Regions from separate parts of the Danio rerio genome. Here region 2 is linked to region 1. The links are chromatin contacts, called in public HiCAR-type maps. All regions are on one chromosome and are shown on one strand. The core of a region is the stretch at or near the end of the contact, and the rest is flanking DNA. Distances in the headings are between cores, read along the strand shown. Region 1 holds the start of ier3ip1 (immediate early response 3 interacting protein 1). Region 2 has its middle 62 kb from the start of smad2.

What was found. HiCAR-type assays count read pairs that join an accessible place to other places.
Region 2: a HiCAR-type map of caudal fin shows a contact between it and region 1, with 8 times the contacts expected there. The contact joins the enhancer-like site here to the promoter of ier3ip1 in region 1. A contact is called at or near these places in 7 of 18 Hi-C or Micro-C datasets (caudal fin, embryo, fibroblasts and 1 more) and 2 of 4 datasets of contacts at active chromatin or transcription factors (caudal fin and embryo).

The regions. Positions count from the first base shown.
Region 1 is chr10:16,747,591-16,750,865 of GRCz12tu, forward strand. ier3ip1 (immediate early response 3 interacting protein 1) reads right to left here and starts at 1,716. Exons shown (of 3, transcript NM_001252373.3): 1 at 1,561-1,716; 2 at 1-31. The coding sequence starts at 1,651.
Region 2 is chr10:17,145,963-17,149,237 of GRCz12tu, forward strand. No RefSeq gene overlaps it. Among named protein-coding and RNA genes, the nearest start is that of smad2, 62 kb to the right of the region's middle. Within about 2 kb of position 1,794, at least 3 of the 62 cell types and tissues checked have an H3K27ac peak or open chromatin away from gene starts, as enhancers often do. A contact at or near this core is called in caudal fin, where this site is marked.

The DNA of each region.
Region 1 (3,275 bases), core at 466-2,965:
CCTCCAACGCCTTGCTCTGCTCCCCAGCCAACTAAAAAAAAAAAAAAAAAAAGTTTATTATTTAAAAGTTTGACAGTGATGATGTGTATTATTCTATAATAACTATATTTTATTATATAGTTAATATATTTAATTGTATATTTAAACATGTAAATTAACAGGAATCAAAGTAGAAACAAGTAGAAAAAGTGTAATAAACCTTTTAAAAAATGATTCCTCATACATTACACTGTCACCTTTATAACTGTAATTAACTATCCTTCATTCGTTCATTTAGGAAAAAAGCTATAAAACATTACTCATAATCGTTTACAGAAAATGACCACTACATTTCTTTCAGTAATACAGAGGTTAAGTATAACAGCTTATACATAAAACAATGACTTGATTAATAACATATTAAAACATATTTAAAAATCCTAGTGGCACCCCAAAATTCTTTTTAATTTTCATAGTATTACTATAGTATGATGATTCCTTTGCACATTTAAATGAGCACAGGCTATATTACACTATATATTTCACCCATATTTTGACATGTTATGTTCACATATTTGTTTGTACAAGTTGTTTAAACATTTACTTGTTGCACTTTACTTGCATTTAATAAGCTTAGTATGAATTTGTAATCACTTCTGTATATTTAATTTAATACAGATGCTAAAATGGATAGAGGTAAAGTTGGTTTCATATTCGCACATTCAGACTTTTCCCTCAATACTATAATTTTATGAAAGTATTATTAGCAAACTCTAAATCGCAAAATCATATTAGTAGCCACTGACTATCAAAGTACAACAATGTTCATAGTGAAATAAAGTGTTAATATTGTATTCAAGTCACACTTGCATGCTAATTTCGATCAAATATTCAAAGTAACATGGTAAACAATATAGAGACTTTTAAATGAACGAATGTGTGAATATAAAACCAACTTTACCCCTATCTCAAATGTCTCGTTGTTCTTGTTTCAAGTATATTTATTAAAATAGTTCAGTAATAACAGTAAAAGGAATGAGTGAGAGGGGGCCAAATGAAGTTAATTTTTGTAATTGATAATATTTTCAATTCTGTCATGTGTTAAGTAACTGACATTAAGAAATAAGTAACAAATGTAAAGCATAATAATAATAATAACAATAATAATAATAAAAAAAATTAGCTGTACATTCATTTTTGTCACTGTCATCTTTGAGATATGCTAATAGGATGTCTAGTTTTATTTCACCTAAAATGTTATTGGTAACGTTAACGTTAAAGCAATTCATTCGTAGATTTAGTCAAACTATTTGACACTTGTAAACAGGTGGAGATAAAATTAGTTAAATCAATGGCGAACTATTTAATAACAAACTCTAAATCGTTCACTTGATATCAAAAAAAAAATTATGAGCTAACCGCCAATAAAAATAACAAACATCCTCTTATTTCCATAACGTTAGGTTGCTTCCCATTTGGAGACGTAAACTCCAAGCTAACAAACCAGATGGCAACGCATGCATTTAAATTACAAAATAAACATAACGTCAAACTTTTTTGAATACATTCACGATAACTTACTTTTGCTGAGAAACCTCTCTTCGTGAAGAACAGCGATGGCATTTGTGAATAATATCGCTGTTTGAATCAATGCGTACAGTGTGAACGCCATGTTGGCACTGTGCTGACGTACAAGGGCTTGCGTCGCGAACAAACTCACGTCATACGCGCGCCGCCGGAAGATTTGATTGACAGGAGTTTATAGGTAAAGCATAATGTTATATTACTTATATATTTCTTATATAACTATTATAATAGTACAACTGCTTCTATATACATGTAGGCTACTGTGTGTGAGCCAAACACTGCGTCATATCCTCAATAGCGGAATAATTGAAAATATATTTTCTTTTTTTAGGACCTATTGCTGTATTCTTTGCTTATGGAAAGTAATTATGGCATTATTTTATTTCACTAAGACACTGTTAGCTTATAATATGCAGGATATAATAGCTTTATACATGGATTATGGATCAGTCTTTCATTTTCCTTTGACTTTTATTACGCCACAGTGGAATGAACCGCCAACTCATTCAACATGTTTTACACCGTGGATGCCCTTTCAGCTGCAATCCATACTGGGAAATAGGGCTTTGGGAAAAATATGTAAAAATATGTAATTGTTACAGATATTGCAATTTGTAATGTAATTTTGTAGTCAAACTTCAGGTCAGTATTCTGTAAGCCGTGGCAACAGCTTTTAAAACTTACCTGTTTTTTTATTTATTTATTTTTTATTTTTTTAGTTTTTTGGACTTTGACAATGAAACCAAAATATTCCCATATTACAGATGTCCTGTTTTTCTTAGATATTTGTCTATTAATGCTTCTGAAGCAGGAGACAACATTATCGCAATTGTCCGCACTTTCCTGTTTGTTTTAGTTCGGTTGCGCAATTCTGATTGGGCAGAACGAAAGTGTGTTCACTTAATTGGCTAGTAAGGCTATCACACGCATACGCAGTCCTGCATTTGTATATATGCATTTGCATATATTCATTCATTCATTTTCTTGTCAGCTTAGTCCCTTTATTAATTCAGGGTTGCCACAGCGGAATGAACAGCCAACTTATCCAGCAAATTTTTACGTAGCAGATGCCCTGCATATATATAATACCTATGTATATTATATTTCATAATACAGCCTCTTGAGATTAGTTTATCATGACGTTTCAAATTGCGATTGCGATTCAATCACACGGCCCTACAGGGAAACATCCATACACACTCATTCACACACATACACTACGGCAAGTTTCATTCATTTTATTTCCACCTTAGTCCATTTATTAATCAGAGGTTGCCACAGCATAATGAACCGCCAAATTATCTAGCATATGTTTCACACAGGGGCGAGGCAGTGGCACAGTAGGTAGTGCTGTCGCCTCACAGCAAGAAGGTCGCTGGGTCGCTAGTTTGAACCTCGGCTCAGTTGGCGTTTCTGTGTGGAGTTTGCATGTTCTCCCTGCCTTCACGTGGGTTTCCTCCGGGTACTCCGGTTTCCCCCACAGTCCAAAGACATGCGGTACAGGTGAATTGGGTAAGCTAAATTGTCTGTATTGTATGAGTGTGTGTGAATGTGTGTGTGGATGTTTCCCAGAGATGGGTTGCGGCTGGAAGGGCATCCGCTGCATAAAAACTTGTTGGATAAGTTGGCGGTTCATTCCGCTGTGGCGACCCCGGATTAATAAAGGGACTAAGCCGACAAGAAAATGAATGAATGAATGAATGTTTCAC
Region 2 (3,275 bases), core at 544-3,043, 400 kb after region 1:
CTCATACTTACATTATGGATAGAGGTTAAGTGAAAAATGGCCTTCCTGTATCTCGAATAGCAAAACAGCGCAAACAACAGCAAGATCCTGGATTTAATTTCAAGGGAATGAATGACACGTTATAGTGTTGTCAGGCTTTCCATAGGTATTGAACCCATGACATTGGCTTGCATTGACATGGACAAATACCAAAAAGGAAAACATTAAGATGCTTACATTTTTGATAGTTAGACCTAATTGTTTAACCTTGAATACCTAGATCTTGCAGCTTAATCATAAGATAATGGTACTAATAGGGAATCAAACCCACAACCTTACCATTGTCTGATTTTCCTTTCCAAGGTTGCAACAAATAAAATCAGAGTTATGCTGACATTATGGATCAGGGGTCACCAAACATGGACTGGTGCCTGCAGAGTTTACTTCAACTTGCCTCAACACACCTGCCTAGAAGTTTCAATGTACTCAGTAAAAAAGTTTGTTTAGGGTCGGCGCTAAACTCTGCATGACCCTGGCCCCTCCAGGTTAAACTTAACACAAAGCCAGCTGAACTCTGCATGGAAGTGACCATGGGTTCGATTAACTGGAAAAGCATATATGATAAAACATATACCTTGAACACACAGAAACTCAGGATCATAAGAGTCTGCCAAATGCAAAAATGTAAAATAAACGACCTCCATTGTTTCAATACTACATTGACTGCATCCTCCAATTGTATGCCTATTCAAATCAAACAAGTTGCAAACCCAATAGGCCTATTCAGAAGACATTTCCAGTAAGTCAGTTTGTAAATAAATATACATTTTTGGGAAATGTTTTTCTGGTGCACATTAATGAGCCGCCAGGGTTTACACCGTGAAATGCTGCCAAACCAGATGCAACTTCAAGACCGAATGCTACATAAATTATGAACTATTACGGTGAAACTTGGAGAAACCACTTAGTGCCTATCCTGACTATGAAGAGGGGTTTTAACAGGAGAGAAATGATTAACGAATGCTGTGATACATCTCAGAGCTTTTAGCAACTTGATTGGATCTATGTGGTCCTGCCTAACATCAAGGCCCCCATAGACCCAACCATCGGTAAGGACGTTGATTCAGAGTGAGATGGCTTAAACACTTTCGCTAGAGATATTAGAGAAATTTATCACTTTTTCCAGTGGATATACATATTAGCAGTTATAGGTCTTTGTGTTTTATATTAAAACCTGCTTCTGAAAGGCCAGTGACTTATAACATTTACTGAAATACACTGCGTTCAGGTGTTTTATTAGAGTTAGGAGCTGAACGATGGAGAGCAGTAGCACTTCGAAAAAAAGATCAAACAACCTTACTTAACATCATTATGTAGTTAAATGAAGCAAACAAGAGCATACCAACAGATGTTTGATGGGCAGTTGAACTGTCAACATATGCACAAGCATTCTTTATTGAAGCTCTGGCACCCCCTGGTGGTCAAAGAAAGAAAACATGTTTCAATGACTAATACAGGAGTGCCAGGGGGGTTGGTGAGTTTAGTCCTGTAGAGTCAAGGCCCTGTTAAACATACCCGAACAAGCTAAACAAGGTCTAAGGGTTATTACAAAACTAGGCTGCATCCAATATCAGAAAAAAAAAAAAAGTTAGGAGCTGAACAATGGAGAGCAGTTGCACTTCGAAAAGAAGATCAAACAACCTTACTTAACATCATTATGTACTTAAATGAAGCAAACAAGAGCATACCACCAGATGTTTGATGGGCAGCTGAACTGTCAACACATGCACAAGCATTCTTTATTAAAGCTCTGGCACCCTCTGGTGGTCAAAGAAAGAACACATGTTTTAATGACTAATACAGGAGTGCCAGGGGGGTTGGTGAGTTTAGTCCTGGAGAGTCAAGGCCCTCTTAAACATACCCGAACAAGCTAAACTAGGTCTAAGGGTTATTACAAAACTAGGCTGCATCCAACATCAGAATAAAACCAACCAAACACAGAAGCTTGTTCAAATCTAGAGTATTCATAAGGGTAGGCAAAATGTACCTGGATGCCACTAATAGATCCTATTGACATCCCATGATGCCAGTGAAAAGAATATAAGAATAGCATACGCCTGGTACTGGTAAGTCACATGCAAATGTCAAATATGGTATGTCCAGATTACATTCAAACACTATTATATTAATTAGAACATATTTTTAAGGGGTCACTAATTAATTACTCCCGCAAGATGGCATGCAATTTTGGCTGGAGCCTTAGTCTAGGTAAGGGTGTTCAATCCTGCTCCTGTAGGGCTAATGTCTTGCTGATTTTGCCTCTCACCCAGTACCAAAACCCTGTCTTGGAAGTCTTCAGACCCTGATTAACTGGTTATTGTGCACTTAATTCATCTTGAAGATAAACCCTGCAGAACAGTGGAGCAGATCTAGGCACCAGAGCTATAGAATATGAATGGCTGAATGAATCCACCCATTTAGTCTATTCCAGAGGTGTACAATCCTACAGAGTTTCACTCCAACCCTAAAATAAAAAAACAGAATCTAGCTAATTAAAATCTTCAAGAATACTTGGAACTTCCAGGGAGGTATGGTATGTTTGTGCTAAACCCTGCACTCCACAAGCAGTTTTAAACAACCCTGATGTATGCTAAAAGATAAATCTTAAAGATGTTGAAAATGTACCTCTAACAACCACAAACATGTCATACAATGAAAGTTTACAGTTCTGTACATCACATATCCACATTTCACAATGTGTACTGTACAATGTAGTTAGGTTAATTGTTAATATACACACTCGCACATAAAAATAAATCCTTGTTTGGGCTATAAATGATCATTCAGCATATTTAAACACAGAAATCTGGACCCACATTTGATGCTTGTAAAACAAATGTTAAAATATAAACTCTTATAAAAATGAAGACTGACCCACACAGGCTCGTACCCAGGGAGTCAGGGGGGACATTCGTTATCCCTTACTGACAAACGTCCAGAATTTGTCCTATACAAACATAAGCTCATTTGTCCTATTTTGACTGCTATGCCATCATAAATTGTGAAAATAAGTAATCGAAAAAGAGAAGCAGAATCCTTTTATTAGTTATTGCTTCGGTGTGACTTCAAACATTTAGTTTTGGCCAATGCAAACAATTACTTTTCATAAGTCATCATCCAGCTGTGCAAGAAAACAAAATCCGTCATAAGTGATGTCATCTGTTACTACTGACCTACTTTACTGTTGTTAAATATACTAAATATTTTACAAGTAACTTGTACTGTAAATCTTGGAG